Linked DNA regions of Cyclopterus lumpus: region 2 is linked to region 1. Evidence: chromatin contacts called from public Hi-C data. All regions are on one chromosome and are shown on one strand. Each heading gives the region's core, a stretch centred on a gene start, on an enhancer-like site or on the middle of the called end of the contact. The rest is flanking DNA. Distances are from core to core; before and after follow the strand shown.

What was found. Hi-C and Micro-C count contacts between places; a contact is called where the count stands out from the background.
Region 2: a Hi-C map of muscle shows a contact between it and region 1, with 5 times the contacts expected there. The contact joins the promoter of lamtor3 here to the promoter of osr1 in region 1. A contact is called at or near these places in 2 of 2 Hi-C or Micro-C datasets (both in muscle).

Annotation. Positions count from the first base shown.
Region 1 is chr22:820,304-825,174 of fCycLum1.pri, reverse strand. osr1 (protein odd-skipped-related 1) reads right to left here and starts at 1,847. Exons shown (of 3, transcript XM_034525124.1): 1 at 1,515-1,847.
Region 2 is chr22:974,521-979,391 of fCycLum1.pri, reverse strand. It overlaps lamtor3 (ragulator complex protein LAMTOR3), which reads right to left and starts at 2,755. Exons shown (of 7, transcript XM_034563687.1): 1 at 2,619-2,755; 2 at 2,349-2,392; 3 at 1,984-2,018; 4 at 1,826-1,884. The coding sequence starts at 2,357.

The DNA of each region.
Region 1 (4,871 bases), core at 598-3,097:
AAAGAACTGACCAAGTCCGAAGCATCGAAAACACATCCTATAAACAGGCCACGTCCTCAGTTTTTTATTTGGGATTTATATATATTTTTGTGCCCTGATGAAGTTATTGTGCTAAATGAAAACATAAACAGAGTGGGTGTTTTAGGAGCAGATTCCAGTCATTTGTTGGGCAATACATGGACTTTTGACTAAATTTGCGTCACAGCCTCATCACTTCATTATGCAGTAAGTTCACTAAACGATCCCTACATGACGTTGATAAGAACAGAGGCTCACAGGCTCTCTTGAGATGTGACATATCTCTAGGCTGCCTCCCAAGGTAAAAAAATCAACTTATTCATTTTCTTTTATTCTAAAAACACAAGTAGATCTCTGGAACTACAGGAACAGGTTAAATGTTCTTTGATAATTTGATAAGTTCCTTAGCTGCCATGTTAAAAAATATAAATGCATAAACTGGAGTGTTCAATGAGCCACAGCAGTGGTGCAATGCTTTCGTACATTTAATAAAGAATCAATCTTTTTTTCCATGTTATGTTACTTTGTACTTCGCTACATTTTAGAGGAATATATTGTCATTTTTACTGCATTGTGTATCATTTAAAAGAGTGTGTAAACCTCTAATACATTCTTTCATTAAAGTGATCCGGTTAACATTAGCAAAAGTTCACTACGTCAACTACATCAACATGCTGCTTACACATTTAATACATTAGTCCGCTTTTAAAACTCTGAAAGGGGCATCAATGCTCAACGAGTACTTACACCAATACATGTGTAAAATGAGCTTTGAGTCGCATAAAAACATGAATAGTCTGATCCATGGGTGGCCCCTCGCCTGCCTCCACTAGGACCAGATCTCTAAAAGAAGGCACGTCACACCTGCCTCACCGACCCCTTATCTGATCCCGGTCCTCAGGACGGGAGTGCAGTGTTTCTAGAGCCTCTTTTCTTCAGTCTGTGCTGATTGTGAAGATGTGCGACTCATAGGGATCACAATTCAAACTACAGTTTTGTCAGTCAGAGGTCTGTTGAGGGATTTTATTATATTAAGCTCATAATCTGCTGTTGATTATCAAAGCTGGAGGCTATTTGGAAAGTAATAAATGTTTTACATTCAGACATTTAGACATTCCTCAGAATATGTACACACCAGTACATATTCTGAGGAAAAACTATTTATCTGTTATAAGTCAATCTATTTAAATACAGCTGTGACAACACATTAAAACAGTTTGTTTTTTAAGCACTACCGTCCCTTTAATCACTTTTGTTATCATTGATATGTAAAGAAAACCAGTGTGCTGATATTGATTATTACTTTAAAGAAGTGAATGACGGGCCTCCTACACCTGTTGCCCAACCCTCTCTGCGAATCTAAAACTCCTGCTCACTGTTGTTTACGTCTAAAGTATAGAGACATAAATATGAAAGTGTGGACACCATTTTTAAATTAATAAAACTCAGGCAAACTGATATGTGATGGGTTTTGTAAAAAGAAAGGGAAGACTTACCAATAATAGCTCTTCTTTAAATTCTCCCTCTACACTCGGAGGTCCTGCCGGAGCTTCAGGTCGTGGAAGCCGCGGAGCTTTACGGTGAATGAGCCGGACGGAGCGGCAGCATGTTCCTCCGCGATGTGAAGCTCAGAGAGGAGGCTGAGCTGAGCGGGCACGGCGGGTGCGGGTGCAGTGTGGTGTCGGGACGCGTCTCCGCTCCGCTGTTCCTCGCTCTCGACTGCCGCTGCCTCTTTATCTCATCCTACTGGCGCGTCACTCCGCCAGCCCACAGAGGAGCATCGCTGCTGCTCCGTGAGCGCGAGGTGTCAAGTGGTCCTGTGACATGTCAGTCTATGCGCGCACACTGAACGGGACCGATGAAGCGGTGCGCGCGCACTCCTTATGATCCAATAAAGTTTGATACAACAATAGAAATACGAGTTTACAATTTCTAAGCTTTAGCTGTTAAGAAAAGCATTTATTGAAAAGCGGCCAGTGAGCGTCCTTTCTGCCTTTGTGGTGTGAGCAATAGTGCTTAACTGGCTTCATGTTTGATATTTAATAATCGTTGAAAAGATCATATCTGTCCGGCCATCGGCCAGGGCTCCCTGTGCATACGGCCTTTATGTTTACGGATCAAACAATCAAATATAATCTTCGTAAAACTAAACCAATTTGTAGTTGAACACATTCACCATAGGGCTAACGCATGTATTTTTAATTATAACAACAATTATAATAATGTTATTCAGATTGTCAGTGTTTTGATGCAAAAAAAGTTAGCATTTATCATAGTTATCATTTGGCGTCCGAATTGATTTACTTTTGTGGATGTGAATTATGACAAGCTCATCATTCAAAAATCTGAGAAAAAAAACAAAATACTACAAAATACTTTAAAATAGTAATAATACCCTGGTAGATCTCGACCGCCAGGATAGCGACCACTGCATTTCCATATAATGGACAGTGTGTTGTCTTATCAGTATGTACACTTGTAAAGCCCTCTGAGGCAAATTTGTAATTTGTGATATTGGGCTATACAAAATAAACTGAATTGAATTGAATTGAATTACACTAGGGAAGTCTGGATACTATAAGCTTTGCAGGATAATATTGAAGTTCATGGTGTTCCGCAGAAACCGAGGATGAAGGCCATGTTTTAGTGAACAAAATCTGCCACGTTCTTGAAACCCTCAACTTCATCCTTCCGGACATTTGACTAATTTTCTGAGGTTCCGATTCTAAACGTTGAAGCTTTTTCTTTAAATGTGGTCTTGATTGGAATCCAAAGCAAAAATGTGAGTGAAAAGGGGATGAAGTAAACTAATTCTGCATCACATGACTTGAAACTGGCATGAGGTGGATTGTGTTGGCTTAGTGTGCCCTACTCAAACATTGTGAGACGTTTGACAAGACATCACAGTTTGTGTGCAACCATAGCGCTCTTATCGGGGACGGTGGACCAGAAGCCCAGAAGCCTCCATCTACGAGCAATAAAATGGCCAGACATCATTTACATTGTGTGAAGCAGTCAATGTGAAGAATGGCTCTGGTGGAAGTGCCCACTTTGAGATGGGCTACTTCTCTGTAAACATGCACATACACACAGAGCAGCACATGCAGTCTCAGTTAATCACTTTCCGGATGACAGTTCAGATGTAGTAAAAACAGCAGCCAAAGGAAACTATTATACATCAAACCTCAGCTACTATGGTACAGGTTTGTTTTTTGAAAAAAAAATTATTTCAAAGAATGCAATTTGGGCTCAGGCCTATTATTTCATGGATATAAAATAAATACCACGGTCTTTTAAAAGTTTCAAAGTGAGTTTCAAAGTTCAGCTCAAGGTCCTCTTACTAGTTTTTGCAGAAGCTTTGAACCACATTTTAATGAAGAAGTTCTATACTTCGGTCACAAGATAACAACTGAAGAATCTACATGAAAACTTTGAAAACTCGATTTGCCGATGAAAACTGAGTTTTATTTTCTGTTTACTGTTGGCACATGATATTTCTTCTGCAATTGTCTTGCGTCTTTGTGCAAGAAAAACAATGACAACTATGACAATTTTAAATCAGGATGAATCAGTTTCGCTTAATTTATTTACAGCGATCAGTAGCTTTTGATTTAAAGTTCAGTTGCTCCCCCTGGCGGCCAGAGAGAAGCATTGACATTTTAATTTCTAAACAAAGAATACGATTGAATTCATAATTATAATATTGAATGCAAATTTGTTGCTGTTGATATTTCTGTTAATTTGTAAACTACTAATACAATACAATATACTCTGGTAACACACATTCATTATATAACCTAGAATTGACACCTTTTGTAATAGTTGACATAAAAAAATAATGTTATGCTTCAAGGACCAAAGAAATAAGTTGAGCAACATGGAGTCTGGAATAACGCCCTCCCAAGAACAACATTATAGATTCATAGAACCCACACTAATTCCCTACATTTAGAAAGGATGTTTACAACAGCAAGTCATCTTAGTATGATTGAATGTCTAAACCTCATTTTCAGTTTGGAGCCTCGAGCTGATGCAGACCCCATCCAAAGACTGTGTCTCAGTGGTGAGCAGGGTTGTCCTTCAATGAAGAGGATCGGCGGTTTGATCCCCGGCTCCGCTAGCCCATGTCCATGTATCCTTGGACAAGACACTTAACACCAAAAATGTCTCCCATAGCTGTACTACGGTGTATGAATGTGTGTGAATGTTAGTGACTGCTGATGTGCAGGTGTAACCTTAGCTCCTCCCATCAGTGTGTGAATGTGTGTGAATGTTAGTTACTGCTGATGTGCAGGTGTAACCTTAGCTCCTCCCATCAGTGTGTGAATGTGTGTGAATGTCAGTCACTGCTGATGTGCAGGTGTAACCTTAGCTCCTCCCATCAGTGTGTGAATGTGTGTGAATGTTAGTTACTGCTGATGTGCAGGTGTAACCTTAGCTCCTCCCATCAGTGTGTGAATGTGTGTGAATGTCAGTCACTGCTGATGTGCAGGTGTAACCTTAGCTCCTCCCATCAGTGTGTGAATGTGTGTGAATGTTAGTTACTGCTGATGTGCAGGTGGAACCTTAGCTCCTCCCATCAGTGTGCGAATGCTGAATGATGTCATGTAGTGTTAAAGTGCTTTGAGTGGTCGGAAGACTAGAAAAGAGATGTACAAGTACAGGTCCATTTACCAGTTCCCATTTTGGTCCAGATTGAAATAGCTCAACATAGTTACCATAGCATTTTCTACAAATATATTTGGTCCTCAGAGATTGAAGGATTTAAAAATGACAGAGATGCAAAGATAGAGAAACTGATGAAACTTCTGTTTGTTAAGAAAGACATCCTGCCCCCAAAGTAACATCTCAAA
Region 2 (4,871 bases), core at 1,506-4,005, 150 kb before region 1:
TATTATCAACAGCTGAATTAGATGATCATACATGCTGTTATCTCTTCTCGTATTGACTATTGTAATGCACTTTTCTCCTCGCTCTAACTCTGCGATTAACCGGTTGCAGGTAATCCAGATTTTCTGCTGCTACCAGATTACTGACATGGACAAATAGACAGTCTCGCATCACCCCTATACTCAGATCTCTTCACACAGAGAAGGTCTCACAGCAGTGCAATGAACATGACGTTATTATCAAGTAAGTCAATTATGTTAAAATAGCCATGTTAGAGTGGGAATGAGACAGTTATAAGTTGTTCAGGAGATTCTTCTCCAGTCAGATCATTCCATCAAAGTCCGCCAAAATCATCTTAACTCAGATGCAGAAAAATGAGTTCCCCTTATTATCAGGCTGCTCTAATAAGTCTCTTAAATCCCTCCAGTTAATCCAGAATGCTGCAGCTCATGTACTCAGAAAAACTAAGAAAAGAGATCACATAACTCCTGTATTAGCTGCTCTGCACAAAATCAAGAATCACATTTAAAATTCTTCTCCTCACCTACAAAGCATTGATTGGTGATGCACCATCATATCTTAAGCAGGTAGTACCATATTACCCCACTAGAGAGCGTATAGTACCATACTACCCACTAGAGAGCTTATGGTAGCATACGAGAGAGCTCATAGTACCATATTACCCCACTACCGAGTTTATAGTACCATATTACCCCACTAGAGAGCTTATAGTACCATACTACCCGACTAGAACTGTGACTCACAGGGTCGTACTTCAATCAGAGGATCGGCAATTCAATTCCCGGCTCCGCTAGCCCATGTCGATGTGTCCATGGGCAAGACACTTAACCCTACAATTGCTCCCGGAGCTGTGTCTACGGTGTGTGAATGTGTGTGAATGTTAGTTACTGCTGATGTGCAGGTGGAACATTAGCCCCTCCCATCAATGAATGAATGGGTGTGAATGATGTCATGTAGTGCTTTGAGTAGTCGGAAGACCTGAAAAGAGCTATAGAAGTACGGGTCAATTTACCATAGTACCCCACGAGAGAGCTTATAGTACCACATTAACCGACGAGAGAGCTTAAAGTACCATATTACCTCACTAGAAAGCTTATAGTACCATATTAACCCACTAGAGATCTTATAGTACCATATTGCCCCACTAGAGTTCATAGTACCATATTACCCCACTAGAAAGCTTATATAGATCCATATTACCCCAACAAATAGGTGCGCTCAATGAATGAAAGACTACGAATGTTGGCCCCTAGATATGCTGCTATAGGCCTAGACTGCTGGGGGACATCTTAGGATACACTGAGCTCCTCTCTCCTCTCCTCTTGTATGAATTCATGTCCCATCATTGCACATTACTAACTCTACTTCTTCCCAAGTTGTTGTGCTTTCTCGCCCCACAAGTTTACATGGATTGTCGTTTTATCTGGACCCTGCTCCTGCCCGACACATTCTGATACTATTATAATTAGTTGCATTTGTATTACTAATACCAATAATGCTTTTATTATCATCATGCTACTACATCCACTGCTGTTATTATTAGTAGTCATATGTTTTTGCTCTGCTTACTACTCTCATTATATGAAAAATGTATGTATGTATATATGTTTTATCACTCTAATGTTTTTTGGCGGGGAGTTTTTCCTGTTCTGATGAGGATGTCGTAGCCCTAACCCTCTGAGGCAAATTTGGGATTTTGGGTTATACAAAATGAATTGAATTGGTGGAAAATGGAGAGAAAAGGATACAGTATTTTGTCCAACATACAAGATGAGGAACGAAGGCTTCAGAAAAAAGCTTTCTTACCTTTGATAACTGGGACACCGTCCCTGTCTGTCACTACGATAGCATGAAGACCTTCAACACTAAAGGATAACACACAGTACGTTTTACAAAATAACTCACACAACATATTCTGTCAACTGTGAAGCTATTATTACAACATTATAATTAATCATACACACCTTTGCAGCTGTTTGTACAGATATCTCTTCAAATCCTGCAAAGATAAACAACTATTATATAAAAAAAGTTACAAAGGGTTCTACATGAGCGGCAGTCACCACCTGACTGACAAGCTAACGGTAGTGTTCTGTGTGTGAACCGAATGTTCAGAGCAGTTCATATGTCCGGATACCGTGTGGAGGACGTGAACGCAGCACAGAAAGCCAACAAGCTAACGCCATGTTGCACAAACTGTCCAAGTTTACATTCATACATGTCGCTTTTGACCTCGAGCTGCATGTTACATGCTCCTTTTTATTTAGCTTCAACGTTAAATAACGTGTGTTTTATCTGCGGGGACTCTTGACAGCCGGGCTATACTCACATCAGCCATGTTAGCCGATGTATGGTCGTGGTATCCAGGCCGCTCTGCGGGGAGAAATCTGCGTTAGCATAGTTTTACGTTATCACACGAGGGGTCCCTGAAGTGGATTAAAGCATGCTAACTAACCAGCACGATAACTGGGGATATGTTGCCGTCGGGTCTCTTACTTTAATAGAACAAGCTGAACTACTAGTTAACTGCTTATGTTAACCTAACGTATACATGTATAAAACAAGATCATTAATAAAAACATGAAATGGGTTAACATACCTTCTTTGAATACTGTTGAATATACTTTATATCCAGCTAATAGCTAGCTGTGTTACACACAAGAGGCAAAAACGGGCACGAGCAGAAAATCACATGACAGACTTGTTTTGTTTCCGGCTCCTGGAGAAGTGTTGAAGTAAGTCAATACTGCGCAACATTGCTGCAACGCATCGATCTGGCGCAGGGTTAAACGCATAGAAGGAGGTCGGTCCGTGTACGTTTTATTCGTTTGTTTTTTATGATTCATTCGAAAATACGGAAATACCGTGGTTTCTTCATAAATAAACCTGGATATGTTAGCAACAGTAGTGACTACAGGCAGTTTAATATTCATGTACACAGCAATAATCAACTTTTCAATTAATCGTTGTGTTTTTTAATGCAACACAGTTCCTAATATAGTTTAATCAAACTAATGTGTGTGTGTAGAGTTGTTGCTGTTAGCATCATATTTATATGTCCACCTCATTGTGATGTTTCTGAGTGAACACAATAGAGCCTGTATGAGACGCAGAGTAAAGGGTTTACCTTTCTACAACTAGATGGCAGTATACGTGTATGTAAACCATACATTTAGTTAAATTTACCAGTGTCTTTGTTAATTAACTAGGTTATTTATAGATGTATTTAATGCCGTTTATTTCCTCTGATATTTTATGTTCATGGTTAATTTTCTGCATAGTTATATACATCATGTATTTACTTGTTATATTTGTGTCATTTTAGAACCAAAAATCCCTACATGGAAGAGTGAGCATGTGTTGATCACAAGGCAATAAATATTGACAATTGAAAAATAAAGAGACAGTTGGTTTATTCTTATCAAGCAGCCTTCAGTGGACCGCTCTTCAGTTACCACACAGTCAGAGCACCACCTGTGCTTCACCTTTGACCTTCATTGCTACATCATCACTGTTACTGTCATCATCATCACCATCTAACCTGTTCTGTTCTGACTCTGCTGCCAGTGTCTTAGCCCCTCTGACTAAATCACATCATCCTAATATAGGACTTTGGTCTCGAGAAGGATTTAGCTCTGTGTTGTGTGTGAACACTGTTTGAGGAGTTGACTATATGAGTTATTGTATCAGACTGAAACATGGAGAGCACAACTACTCACATTTCTAAGATGCATCACATAGTTTATAGTAGTCAAATGATTGTTAGGCGTTGTTGCTTGTTTTTAGCTGTGTGTCTATATCTCTGCATGTACAGAATACAAGTCATATTCATTGTATTCACACACTTAAAGCTGATTCTGATTATATAAATAACAATATATTAATTTAGGTAGTTTGCTTTTCCTGTAAAACTGAGCAACAGAGCCATTGGGTTCCCCAGGTTACATGTCGGTCACTAACACATTTACATCAGCAGCTCATGACCTTTAGCTCAGCGCAGTAGCTCATGACCTTCCTTAGCTCAGAGCAGTATATTACGAACAAAGTGCAATGCAGATATAGTGTGCCGTGGTTATGTATAATATATATATAAACAGTATGTATGTACAGTAAAGTGCAAGTGTCTATATGTAAATAGGGGGGATGTCAATGTGGTGCAGAGTTGAGTGTGTTGACTACTGAGGGGAATAAACTGTTCCTGAGCCTGCTGGTCCTGGAACGGAGATTCTTGTAGTGCCTCCCAGAGGGAAGGAGGGCAAACAGTCTGTGGCTGGGGTGTGTGGGGTCCCTGACGACGCTGAGTGCCCTCCGCAGGCAGCGCTTGAGGTGGATGGACTCAATGTTAGGGAGTGAAGTCCCGGTGATGCGTTGGCCGATTTTAACCACCCTCTGCAGTAGTTTGCGGTCTGAAGCAGAGCAGTTCCCACACCAAACTGATGCAGTTTGTAAGGATGCTCTCGATGGTGCAGCGGTAGTTCACCAGGATTATATTCCTGTATTTGACTTGTATGGCTGTATCTCAATTCTTCGGATTCTTTCGTCTGCAGTTAATCTGCTCGCATGATTTACATCATCAAAATGTTGGCTTCCAAGAGCTGTTCCAAATCACAGCACTCGTCTGTCCACAAATGATTGTCATCAGTGAGGTGTCCACGGTCGGAGAGAGGACTGACTCCATTCTCTGTTTAAGTAGATTTCCTTTTCTTCAATAAACACGTCATAAAAACTATTGTTGAGGTATCTTGAAGGTCTTTTGGGGGATCTTAACTTTTGACATTTTGTCTTTTCTTTTACTTATTTTGACTTTATCCATTTCTATAAACCTTTTTTTTTCTTTTTATTGCAAAAAATA